Regions from separate parts of the Gadus morhua genome. Here region 2 is linked to region 1. The links are chromatin contacts, called in public Hi-C maps. All regions are on one chromosome and are shown on one strand. The core of a region is the stretch at or near the end of the contact, and the rest is flanking DNA. Distances in the headings are between cores, read along the strand shown. Region 1 holds the start of rapgef1b (Rap guanine nucleotide exchange factor (GEF) 1b). Region 2 holds the start of dolpp1 (dolichyldiphosphatase 1).

Region 1 (6,939 bases), core at 2,264-4,763:
CTTGAAAAGGCAGGAGGATGTGTTTTGCCAAAAGGCCTGCCGCCCTGTAGTGCTCCAAAGAGCAGCGCAACAATGCCTGCCTCAGCACATAAATAATTCCTCCCCGGTAAAGTGAGTGCGTATGTATCCACGGATGTGCGCAGACAGTTATATGTGTGCCTTGTAAGATCCTTTCACCTTTGTGCGTCTTTGACATTGTGTGGATGCTACAAAGTTAAGGTTTATGCAGTACTGTGTGTCTATGTGTGTGTGTGTGTGTGTGTGTGTGTGTGTGTGTGTGTGTGTGTGTGTGTGTGTGTGTGTGTGTGTGTGTGTGTGTGTGTGTTACTAACATTAATAATTTGTATTAATTCGTATCATTAAATTAGGTGAACAGTAGGAGGAGTCTCCCATGGATTCCAGCATGCCCTCCACGCATGCCTCCCCCCTCTACACCCTCTGACCTTGTCCTCTGTCCGTGAGAGTGTGTGTTCTGGCAGTGACGGAGTGCTCTTCTGTCGTGCGCTATCGAGTAGGTCAAGACCTCGACATCTCGTCCTCTTTCTCCAATTCTTTCCAAATTTTTATCTTTCAACTTGCTCGATCGAAAGAAGAAGAAAAGCAATCCCCCCCCCCTCCCCCCATTGCTACCCCTGGCCGTAAATCTTAATTCTACCATGAGAAGGGGAAAAAACATGCTTGGAGAAATCTGTCAATGGTCTGTCAAGTGAAGCCAAGGAAAGACAGAAAGGCTGTTGTTCCTGTTTTTTTTGTGCACTTAATTTATTCAATTGTTTAAGCCTTAGCGATCAGCTCACTGTCTCAACGTCTCTCAGATGTGAGGCCGACGAAGGGCCTGACCGCTGGCCAAGGGTAAAGTGCAGCCTTAAAATGGGTTTGAGCTTGCGTCACATGCCCTCTCCTCCTCTCACACGGCCCTCCGCTCAGCTCACCGCCGTTCAGCTGACCGCCGCTCTGCTGACCGCCGCGCAGCTGACCGCCGCTCAGCTAAACGCCGCTCAGCTAACTGCCGCTCAGCTAACCGCCGTAATAGTTCTCACCTCTTTCTTTCGTGCGCCGGAGGATCGACCACTAAAGTCTACCACAACTTGTGAACTACTTTATTTATTTTGTTATCCTAATACTTCATAAGCCCCAGCTTTAGATTTAGATTCCTTATTCACATTTGTCCCGGATATTGCCTTGTGGTGCATTGATATGTCAGGACCAGGACTAAAGTAAGACATCTGATGATCTTTGATTTTTAAGAAATCTTCTATTTTTATGTGGTGGTTTTTTTTTGCGCCTTACTTTCGTGGTTTTATATTTGATATGAATGTACTGTGACTAAAGAATCATAACAACATATTCTGCTATTTGTTTTTGTTAGCCCACAAATCGTAGACCTACTTTGTTTATTCGATGTCCTAGTTTTATGGCTTCTTGATGTATATTTAACTTTTTATCAAAAAGGATAAATTTTTGCACCTTGTTTTGAGAGGCATCCATTATACATTTGAGTTGATCATTTCCAGATATTAGAGGGAGACATGCGCCGACAGACAAAAACATCAACAGACCGTGAGCACCCCCCTTTGGCAGATAGAGGAAATGCACTGAAAGCAGAATGCATATTCATGTATTGTAGCCTCCCGCAGCCTCGATTTCCAGTCTTTCTTGTGAAAACAAGGTCATCCTAAATACCTGTGTATTTGCTTCAGTGATTTGTTATTAGTGCAAGTATATAAGTTGGCGTCAACTGTCAACAGCATTTTTTGCTTTTTTTGACTGTAGAGATCGAGTGCTACTGAAGAGGAAGTATATAGAAAATATCATTAATAAACACACGCACACAAACCAACCCTACCCCACCCCCCCCCCCCCCCCCCCCCCCCCCCCCCCCCGCCCCACACACACTCACACACATACATACACACTAATCCTAACACTGCATGGATGCTTGCACACACGGACACAGAGACACACACACACACGCACACACTTATCCTAACAAAGCACGAATGCACGTGCACACACACGCACGCACGTATGCACACGCACACAAACAAAAACACACACACACACACACACACACACACAAACACACACACTCACACACACACTCACACACACACACGCACACCCTTTTATCTTTTACCGTTTATGTGGGCATAGTGGGCAGTCATAGCTAAAGTAAATATTAACCCTTAGCTCTGATAAGATTAGAGGTAGATAATGTTGAGAAAATAAAACTCAGCATAAAGATGTACAAAAACACTCAGAATAAAAGAAGAGACGTTCTCCTTAACTTTCAAATGTTTTGCAGGGCATCATGGGCGTTAGGTGACCCAGATCACTCAAGGAATGCAGATCATTCTGCCAGTTTGATCAATTATTCATAATAAGCAGTCAGGGCACGCCTCCCTCTCCTTGATATGCCAGAGGAATGTCCTGGGAGCTGTTCTTTAGTCCGATTGACCACCTGAAGCATTTTACCTTCTTTGGCAGATATGAAATAGGAAAGCTGGGCTGAAGGATTCAACTTCCTCCACCTTTTTTCCTGGTCAATGGAGGAACCCAATGGGGCCAGCGAGGTGCAATGTGACAAGGGAAAGATGCTACATTATTGTGATACAGTTAATTTGGGTGTGGAATGCTATACAGTTTACAGTGTAGTATAGTGTGGGGTGGTTTGCTATGTAATAGTAGGCTTTAAGTATAGAAATAGACAAGAGGGGAGGAAATAAACGTAAAGAAGTGATACAATTGACAAAGTTAATTAGTAACTAAACTGAGTGGTTGGTTTAGTGTTATGTTGGTCTTGTAGATTGGTATTGCATTGGTTGACAATAAGCTCACCTGGAATTCCGCCCTGGGTGGAAGTACGGGGCTAGGTTGCAGGTTTTGTGACCTGGGTGGAAGTACGTGGCTGGGGTGGAGGTAGAGTGGCCTGGGTGAAAGTACGGTCTGTGGCCTTGGTAGAGGTACAAGGCTGGGGTGGATGTAGTGTGGCCTAGTGGAAGTACAGGGCTTGGGGTGGCTGTACGGTCTGTGGCCTGGGTAGAAGTACGGGGCTGGGGTGGAGGTAGTGTGGTACTAAACTGTATAACAGTGATATTTGGGAGTATCTCGTTCGGGTGCTGCACCTTAGACGGTCCCTGAACATTCGTCTCAAAGCCGGCTGTACGTAACAATGTTATTTCTCCACCTCGGTAGATGGCTTGTTTTGGTTAGGATTATGTTGTAGCTCTTTGTTAACCTACGGTAGTTACAAGGCATCCTTTTTGTCAACGTTTCGCCAATGGTTTAAAACCTATTTCAAAGGCAAAACCCCCACCAAGACCCTTAGGGGGCTCCGTACGAGGCGTTTAAATAATACAATATTGATACACTCATGTCTGACATAATTATTATTATTGTGGTCTTGCCGTCTCTGACGCACACAGCGCATGCGCATCTGGACTGGTATTGAAACCCTACCCCTCCATCCCATTATGGCGACAACACGAAGTAGCCCATTCCTCCCGCCAGGAGGCGCTGTTGTACCGGGCCGTGCTACCCTGGCCGACCGGGTTCAAGTCTCGGTTCTAGTAGTGAGAGTATTCAGAGAAAATCACCCCGAGACGGACTTGGTCACATTTTCCCAGGATCAATGAGTGTCGCCCCGCAAACCGACTCCCTCCGTTCCGGTACCCTTTTCTCATGGACCGATACCGTCTAGGATGAGGGACTAGTCACGAGGATAACACGGAGGATCTGGAGCTGGGCAGCCGACCGCTGAACTGCGAGTGGAATCACAGCTGCTGGCTGCGAAGATGTCGGGGAAAATAGAGAGCAAGCAAGGTAGGTCCTGGTCCGCCGCCCGCCCGTTATCCCCGGTGGGACGGGTCCTCCGCCCGGTCCCGGGTCAGACCGTTACCACCGGGGGGACGGGAGATGGAGCTTCAGTTAGATCACAACCAGACTACGTGTCCGTACCTCAGGGCTACTGTTCTGATCTGTATGTGTGATCTCTACCCAACAAATGGTCTCTGGGCTGTTGACGTTGATCTCTGACTGTAACCAGCTCAACACTGGCTGGTTATCTAACCCTGATTCAAACTAATGAAGGTCTAATGTTTTAAACACAAGCTGAGCAGTGAATTGTGATATAAACATTTTACCCACTTCCCCAGCATTCATCTGCTTTTAGCTTGCTTTAAATAAATTAAATTGCCCTCTTACAATGTTTCTGGATGATAGTCTGAAGAATAAGTAAGTCCTGCTCTATTCCCATTTCCTAATGGTGGTAGACTGGTGCTAATGGTGGTGAACTGATGCGGTCCGGATCACCACGTAAACACTCGTTTACTAAAGGCTCCCAACGCCTGAAAGGAAGCATACCGTTAACACAGAGGGTCACCTAGTAACGGCGGCTAGCACCAGCTAACGGTTAGCACTGGACCAGCTCACGGTTAGCACTGGACGAGCCAACGGTTAGCACTGGACCAGCTAACGGTTAGCACTGGACCAGCTAACGGTTAGCACTGGACCAGCTAATGGTGCTGCTAGCTAGCTCGGCTGCCACTCCACCAGAGTTCTGACGCGTTCACGCCCAAGGAGTTGATGCGTGCGTGTATTGATTTCAGATTTGTGCACGTGGCATCATTGCGAAGTGTTTGTCATTCGTTGAGTATTTTTGGATGGACGTGATTTGTCGTTCACCCTGAAACCAGGGAATGATGGTTAAGTGGCTAAGGCAGAATTCATTAAATGAGGGGTGGAAACAAGAGGGTTGCCTGGGTTTACGTTCAGAGGGAAACTTTATCCTGGCCAGCTATACTTCCCACCCCACCAGCTGTCTCTCCGCTTCGCTTCACAGTCCTGGGTCGGACACACACACACACACACACACACACACACACACACACACACACACACACACACACACACACACACACACACACACACACACACACACACACACACACACACACACACACACACACACACAGATGCCCTAGCACGCGGGAGGAGTGTCATCCACGCCATCCAAGTCATTATTCTCTAGGTAGACAGAAGTTTCCGATGTGTGCGTCTGTGCTGACAGATGATAGTCCAAAATCAGTATTGTTAACCAATATTCTTATCCGCAATTATCAAGTTGTAAAGACATTGAAGACCCCTATATTTGCCTGAATAAATATTTTCCTATATGGTCTTGTGAGTTGACAAGTGTGTTAAGGCTGGAAAACATACGACTAGTCTGTATAGTTGGATGCATCCCTTGATCCTCTCCATAACTGATGAGTTGCATGAATGCATATTCTTCAGATAAGTAATCACGGTTGAAAGGCTCCCATTCATTTTGGGTTCTAGTTGAATTAAAATCGGACAGTCTTGGGGTAACTCACACACAGCTCAATTGTTTAAACTCTCAAGACCAATATGAAGTGGCAACTGAAACGTGGAAAGACATTTTTATTCTATAATATCAACTTTGTTTATTGATATAGACTTCAACTAGTGAGGATCTTCTTGCTAATGACCGTACTATCTGCCTTGGCCAAAGTTACTGCATATTTGTCATAATGGGTAGTCATTTAAAATACCTGGCTGTAAGCATGCTGCCTCATAAGCCTACCTCCTGGCCTGCCTCACCACCTCATTCATTGTCTTTATAAGGAGTAAACTGGCTCACAGTATCTCTGCAATGGATGCTATTCTCCAGGATGCCATTTTTATCTGACTATTAGATGGTCTCACACACACACACACACACACACACACACACACACACACACACACACACACACACACACACACACACACACACACACAGAGAGAGAGTACTCCATCACTGTGATGGTTGCAATTTTGTGCCTGTGGTGGTCTTACTCGAATGCTAACAACAACAGCAGGAAGCCAATCTCACATCCCAGCACTTCCTTCCATAGTGGGAAAATGAACTGGGTGGAGAATGTTTGAAGTGCGAGGCATTAGTGTGTATTTGGCTGAACTGTGTTTGTTCAGCCTTTTAGCAGTATAATAATTGATATCTGAATTATAATGATACACTATTGTATTGTTTGCATTGGTATTATTTGCAAAACGCTGTACCCCAAGTAACAAAGGTATAAGCCTTAATCTAAAACCAGGTAAAACATTGCTCCAAACAGATCCTGATCGGTTGAATACAGGTGGAGCATCTAGGTGTACAGTATTTTTTTTCTTTTTAACATATTTTATCTATTTTCAAAAGGTGATATGAAAGATCATTTGACACGTTTGTAAAAAAAAAAATTGCAAACAGGTTCATTCCGAGGTTGTAGGTTTTTATTTCATTGATTCTGTGCCTTACTTGTAGCCTGGCTCTGCCCGCCTAAGTACTTCCGCTCAATTTGAATTTCCCTTCAGTACTAGGTCTGGAACTGCTGTATGTAATTTGGTTTTCTGGTGCCGCCACAGCGGCCACCAATCAGCGAACAGAGGGCGTGTCTGAGAACAATGACGATAAAGTCGTACGGCAGTTTGAGTTGTTGTTGTAGGTCGGTAGTTGATTTACAATGTGCAATTTTTCCCTGATAAATTAAATTCGACGAACAAAACCTGCAGCTGTCGTTGACGGACATTTTCGTGCAGACGCGCAAGGTGTTTGGTTTGTGCACAACCTGCGCGTGATTCCCGGCGCATGACATAAGTCACAACCAAACGTTAGCGATTGGTTATGGCAGATCCAGAGTGGCACTGGGCAGATCCAATCATTTTAAACTTCAACAGACACCCGCCTTCAAGTGAGTTAACGTTTGTCAATTGATTAGGTCCAGACTCTCTGTACAAATGAAATTAAATAAAGTGAAGTACGAGAGTCTGGTAGAACCAGGCTACCTTACTTGGTTCACAGGCTTTTTTAATCAACGCCCTCAACCCGGTCACAGTCATATTGACCCTAGTGTTTGAACCCGTTTGTATTGGTTGCCA
Region 2 (6,939 bases), core at 1,664-4,163, 170 kb before region 1:
GTTCAACTAGTACTTTTCTCAGACTTTCCAATGTTCTCTGTTCCAATATGTGCTTTGGCAGTAGCATTCCCCAAGTCCCGGCTTAACCTTTTCTTATAGAGAATGGTCATTCTCTTGGGGAGATGGAATTGGTCAGTTCTATAACTCATTTGTAAGTTATGATAATGACAATAGTTAAGTATTCTAGTTACTTTTTAAGTGAGTGGGTACATCATATCTCAGAAGTGCTTGTACATATGTATGTCGTAGTGTGATTCTATTGGTTTAGAAAATTTAAAGAATACTTAGAATTACTATTTTCCCACACAATGTATTGCTACTTCCAACGAAAAAATACTTGTTTACTACCTTGAACCGTTTAGGAGAAAGGTGGCAGATTACAAACGGCCATTTATCTTGGTAGAACTATCACGTCAGCTCGTCAGATGCACAGAACAGGGCATAATAGTGTGAACTAAAAAGACTGATTGGTACCAGAAATGTTATGATACTGAAGGAAAGGATTCCCTAACTGAAGAATACATTGTTGTATTTCGAAAATATCTGGTCAACTTCCCAACTTTTCAACTACATCTTCTTAATAGGTTCATTTAAATGATACTGCACTTGTAACCATGAGGAGATCTCTTGAAAACCATTCTTCGTTTCTTAGAGTAAGCTTATGGTGTCACCGCCCAATTGTTGATAACAAGTCATTTGTGATTGCAAGGTATCCACGCTTGAAACTGAACGGTAACTATGAGAACTTTATAATTATGTATTTGCTGAAAGACAATTCCTGAAAAACTCAAGAAATAATCTTGACTCATAAATCCCATAAACAGTTTCATGATTTTTACTTTTCACTTTTGTATTGTTTTCCTTGTATTCCCGCATTATTGTTATTGTATTTATAATACTGTAAGTATTTTAATGATCTTTGAAAAGTTCAATATGGGTACGTATCATACATAAAATGGTATTTTACATGATATACAAAATGGATTATGTTTGTGAGAAACTGCTTAAGTGATTGCGTAATCAAAAAGCCCAGAGCAGATGTTTCAAGAAAATTTAATTCAGCTTTGCATGTGTCCCTTGCATCATTTGGATTTTCATCTTTAGATAATAATCCATGTGTGTAAAAATAGAAAATAATCTTTTTGTCATATCTTGTACTAATTTGCCCCGTAATATAAAGATATTATTCAAAACAGAATAGTTGTGTTGGAACGTTCCCTACAACTCTCTTTAGGATTGTGACTTTCTATTTTGAAATAATGCACCCAAACATGGTACAATTTGTATTCTGTATGTTTAGCATTATTGTTTTTGTGTTCCAGTGATTATTGTCATTATTGTTCCAATTCATTTGTATCATAATCTATCAAATGAGCAATGTCAATGTTTTTACATCATCGATTTGAAATGTCTTATTTTGTCCCTAATTATGTATTTATTTGAATGTCGGCTAATACCATTCTATTATTTCTTCAAATAAATAATAATAATAATAATCATTAAATTTATTTAGCGCTTTTCTAGACACTCAAAGACGCCTACAGTGAAGGGGGGGGGGGGGGGGGGGGGGGGACCTCACTAACCACCACCAGTATGTAGCACCCATTTGGGTGATGCACGGCAGCCAATCGGCGCCAGAACGCTCACCACACACCAGCTTGAGGTGGAGAGTGAGGGATGAGGTGGAGAGAGAGGGAAAAGAACATTTAACACTACTATGGACCACATGTAAACCCTATCGACCACATTTAAACACTATCGACCATATTCAAACACTATCGACCACATTTAAACACTATCGAGCACATTCAAACACTATCGACCACATTTAAACACTATCGACCATAATTAAACACTATCGACCACATTCAAACACTATCGACCACATTTAAACACTATCGACCACATTTAAACACTATCGACCACATTCAAACACTATCGACCACATTTAAACACTATCGACCACATTAAAACATGTAAACCCTATCGACCACATTTAAGCATGTAAACCCTATCGACCACATTTAAACCCTGAATGTACTGAATGTATTAAAATGTACATCTCTACACCGGCAGTGTACAAGGTGAGCAGCTGACAAAGTTAAGACGCAGCTGTACATTTTGGAATCAGCTGTTGTTTACTTACATCTATTTCTCTCTGCTCTGCTAAGAGTTGACCCTGGCTTGAATTGAATAGGTCTAAGGTTAGGTGAGTCTCCCTCTTATGATTTTAGGTGAGGCTGCCTTATGATTTTGTCATGTTACTCTTTTCTGTCTCTCTCTCATGGTTTTATCTTCACTCCATCAAACATCATTCAATCTGTTTGGTATGTTAATATATGTTTTCTACGTGTGACATGCAAACCACTTCTAAAAAGTAGAGGCAATTTTGAAAATATATTATACTTTTTTAGTTAAATATGTAACTAATAATTTGCATACTTTGAACATAATCATAAACTAACATAGATGTTATACTCTGATTAGTTCGTAGTAATTCATAAAGAAAAAAAAACTGTTGCTTAGGATGGCCTATCTGGTAGTGGAGCAAAATGGCTGATTCTGTTTAATAAATAAATCAATATTAAATGTGTAATTAAAACAAAGGGTATCGTTAATTTCATAAATTACTATTATGGCATAAAACAGTGTTACATTTTCAATAGTGTAATGAATTGCGTTCATTATATCGATATTTTTATTCTTTTCTTGTTAACTTCAAGTCATACAATCATCCTCAAATAAAACATAGGCATACAATTCGAGAAACAACTGGAACCAACGATAGGGGTTCATTCCACTATTTGTTCATTCAGTAATTCTTGACTACGGGCAAAATGATCATTTTCAGTACCTTGCTCTGATTGGATAAAACCACTGCTTTCGTAAGGTGTTTGAAAACAGAAGGCGGCTCCCTATTGGTCGACGTGGTTCTCACGCGCGTCACAGTGATCCCCGGTCGTGTCCGGGTAAGATGGCGTCGGAAGAGCAGTGCTCGGCACCACCTCAATGGCGGTCAATATCTCTTACACATGTAGAGTTTCCAAAAGGTATGTTGACTCAATCTTTAATTTATTCATTATTTATTTTAATGTAAGTTCATTTTGTTAGTATCTTGGATAATTTACTAGCGTATGGACATTGTCGTCAGTACGTTGCCAAATAATGAGGCCGTTGAAAGCAATAGGTTGAACAGAGGATATAACCTAGGCTGCACAATTGTGAGCCAATGCCGCATGCGCACTTGATCATACATCCACAATGATGGCTATCAAGTTAGCTAGGTTAATTTGGACAGTTGGATTGGAATTGGTTGATGTAATAGTTGACTGGTAGACAAAGCAAATCATTCCGACCAGCTTGTGCTTTGACATACTTTGCTGTTTTATTAAAGTTGTATTGTGTAAAACTGGATGACAAATAACTGACAACACAGAGGATGCACAACTGGAGAAAAGTAATAACTTGCTCAAACCATGTTTTCTGCAACGACTACCAAGTTACGAATTCGTTGAAGAGTTCTTGGCATTAACTGGCTTGACTTGCAATTAGAATATATGGACTACATTTATTTTGTGTTTGTCGTTGTCCACGTATATGCTGTTCAATTGCTGTCATTTTGGCAAATGCGTGTTGGTCTTGATCTTCTTTTACCAAAAGGGTCCTTCACTCACTAAATATTGTGTCCATCCCTTTCAGACGACCTAACTGGACATGTGCTGGCCTACATTAGTCTGTTCCCCATCGCAGTTCTGGTGGGCTTTGTAACACTCATAATGTTCAAACGAGAGCTGCACACGGTAAGTTTGACTTAGAATTCATCAGAGATTTCACGGTAAAATTAGTCATTTTCCTGATGACTCTAGTTGTGAAGAGCCCGGGCTAATCAGGCCAGTTCTCTAGAGGGCAAGGTCGGAAAAGAAGGTAATTGTGTTCCATTATCCTTCTATAGATTTCGTTTTTCGGTGGACTCATCCTAAATGAAGTGGTGAACTGGCTACTGAAGCACATTATTAAGGAGCCACGCCCATGTGCAGGTAAATACTTTGGCCGAGTGGTGCATCCCCAGTACCACAGTCCATCTGGATGTCATCTCATACAAAATGTGTACTGTTTTATTTTTTACTTCTAGGGGCGCATACTACTCTGAACACGGACTATGGGATGCCTTCTAGTCACTCTCAGCTCATATGGTTCTTTGTTGTGTATTTCTTTCTCTTCCTTTATTTAAGGTGAGTTTCATCATTAGTTTATTTTATCATTGGAGCTGTGCTGGTTGCTCTGTTCACGCGGAAAGCTGATGGCATTGTGTCACAAAGTCCAAAGATTTGACTTAAACAATGCTTTGGTCAAAATGGATAACCTTGAAACTTTAATTAAACTATTTTGAGTCAAGCAATGCATGACATGAGTCAGGTTAGATTGAGGGTAGGGTTCAACGGGCTCTCTGCCAAAGGTTCAGTGTTTGATTCTTAATGTTTGATCTGTAGGCGTCCTTGTGCAAGATGCATGACTCATACCAGCTCCTAAGTGACGTGTATCTGAATTCCTGTAGCTTCTGATATAGCATCTGCTAAATTGTCTAATAGTTCAATGTACATACCTTCTATGTTCAATTTGTATTTCTTTATATTTGAGGTTATGTTGTTTCCATACTGTACTCTCATGCTCTTTGTTACTGCACTTCTGGTTTGCTTACTATCCTGTCGACACCGGAACTGGTTCAGTGGAACAGGAGTTGTTATGTTGGTGTCAAGTTTAGTTGTTTCTTGTCCCCAGAATGCATCAAACAAACAATGCTCGGTGTGTCGACCTTCTCTGGAGGCACATCCTGTCCATCGTCTTGTTGGGCGTGGCCTTATTAGTTTCCTACAGCAGGTATGGTTTCTCCCTTTCTTTTAACATTTCTTCAAATGGGATGATTTGGTCATTACAAGTCGTTTTAAATTGCATTAAATGGTATTAATTCTCCTTAGGCAGAAACGGTAATGTCTGTAAAGTAATGCTACTTCATCTTTAACAGATGAAATCAGATTGCGATCTGACTAAATACTTCCACTTCCTCAAGTACAAACCACGTGTTCAACTATAAAAGAAAAATAGTTGAAATGAATGAATGTGTAGGTTCCTCTAACATGTGTATGTGAGAGGGGTTTGTACAGTGGTCGACGGCTGCTATGGGTGTTTCCCTCTTTTACTTTCTGTTACTCGCCAAGATTTCACCGGACTCCTCTGACCACCATCATTTCTAAATGTTGTGGTACAAACTGGAGTCATCCTGTTTTAAATAGTTTTCCTATCCAGTTTAAATAGTTTTTCCTATCCACCAAACATTTGGCTTCTTCATACTCCTTCATAATGTGGATATGATTTGGTTAGAAACTGTCTCTAAAGCACATCCTCCACCTCCATATGTTCAGTATTTGGTACAAGCTGTGTGTTCTCTACAGAGTCTACCTGCTGTATCACACCTGGAGTCAGGTATTCTGGGGGGGCGTGGCTGGCAGTGCCATCGGCATCACTTGGTTCTTCTTCACACAAGAGGTCCTGACGCCAATATTCCCTAAAATAGCTGCTTGGTAAGATTGGACCCATAACCTGTTTTCCTTTCTTTTTCACTCGCTCCCATCCACACGCATACCTTTTTTCTGTTACATGTCTCTAATGAGAATAAATCGGTTGTAGAAGAATAAAATTGGCATATTTCTTCTCGCTGTGCGATCATTTAATAGTTCTTATTTTTTTTTAACTCGTAGGCCGATATCCGAGTACTTCCTGGTGCGAGACACAAGCCTTATCCCAAATATCTTATGGTTTGAGTACACAGTGACCAGATCAGAGGCCAGGTAAGATAAGTGGAATGCATGCACTTTGTCACACACTAAGGCCCAATCCCAATCATACCCCTTACCCCTCCCCCTTGTTTTGAAGGGGTAAGGGGTAGGCGTAAGCCCCTTCAAAACAAGGGGCTTACCCCTTCAAAACAAGGGGGAGTGGTAAGGGTAAGGGGTAGAAATGGGATTGGGCCTGAAGGAATCCCAATGCTGTTCTTCATGTGTTCTGGGTTTTAATTCCTTTTTTTTTTTTTTCTAAATCATTTGTCTAGGAACAGGCAACGAAAACTTGGAACAAAACTTCAGTGATCTCCAATGATCTCATTTTGAAACTGCAGTTAAGAGCACACACTCACACAATGACCCACACAGACACAGACCAGCGCTCAGTGGAGGAGCACATCGGGGCCCTCTCTGGGACTGAGGGGGTATTGAGGAGAGCCAAAGCGTTTCCAGGTGTGGGACTGGCCCCGGGACCTTGGGGCCCCCGAGCGTACTCATAGCCTCTCGTTCTCCCACAGCTTGCCTAGATGCTCTCTCATGCATGCAAGACTGTTTCCAAGAGGCATACTATTTAATGATAGATTAATATATATTTTAACTGTAAATGCACGCTGACAAGAAGCCTCGTACTGTAAGATGCAAGGCGCCCAAAAAGGTCTTTGGTCAAGACTCAAGCAAATTGGTGGGTGTCATTACAGCATGTAATTGTTGATCCATTTTGTTTTCTATTTAAGGTGGATAGCTGGGTATTTAATTTTAAATAATGGGTTAAATGTGCTTGGGGAGGGGGGTGGTTGATGTGGGTCTGATTTGGTCATGGCGAGGGTTGGTTTTGAGTGGTATTACCATGTCTTTTTCATTGTATAATAGAAACATAAATTTGGTTAAGATTTGAAGCAAAAATACCATTTGGGCTTTGACATTTCTACGTTCAGTCTACCACTAGTTAGAGGCCCCTCTTATACCTGTCTGTTTCTGGAACCGTCGGCCCTTTGTTCGGTTCCAAAGCTGATTTGCAAGCAATGTCCATTTAGTGTACACTTAAGTACTATTGTGTATTAGGTCTTTCTTGTTTCTTTTCCTTTTTATGCTTGAGGAAGGG

Evidence for each region. A called contact is a pair of places that touch in the nucleus more often than the background predicts.
Region 2: a contact with region 1 is called in a Hi-C map of gill, with 4 times the contacts expected there. The contact joins the promoter of dolpp1 here to the promoter of rapgef1b in region 1. A contact is called at or near these places in 2 of 6 Hi-C or Micro-C datasets (blood and gill).

What each region holds. Positions count from the first base shown.
Region 1 is chr19:2,480,272-2,487,210 of gadMor3.0, reverse strand. rapgef1b (Rap guanine nucleotide exchange factor (GEF) 1b) reads left to right here and starts at 3,513. Exons shown (of 27, transcript XM_030341452.1): 1 at 3,513-3,822. The coding sequence starts at 3,795.
Region 2 is chr19:2,648,368-2,655,306 of gadMor3.0, reverse strand. It overlaps dolpp1 (dolichyldiphosphatase 1), which reads left to right and starts at 2,913. Exons shown (of 8, transcript XM_030341976.1): 1 at 2,913-3,050; 2 at 3,700-3,800; 3 at 3,953-4,037; 4 at 4,133-4,232; 5 at 4,780-4,878; 6 at 5,451-5,579; 7 at 5,757-5,846; 8 at 6,107-6,939. The coding sequence starts at 2,975. The coding sequence ends at 6,143. It overlaps miga2 (mitoguardin 2), which reads left to right. Exons shown (of 16, transcript XM_030342009.1): 16 at 1-845.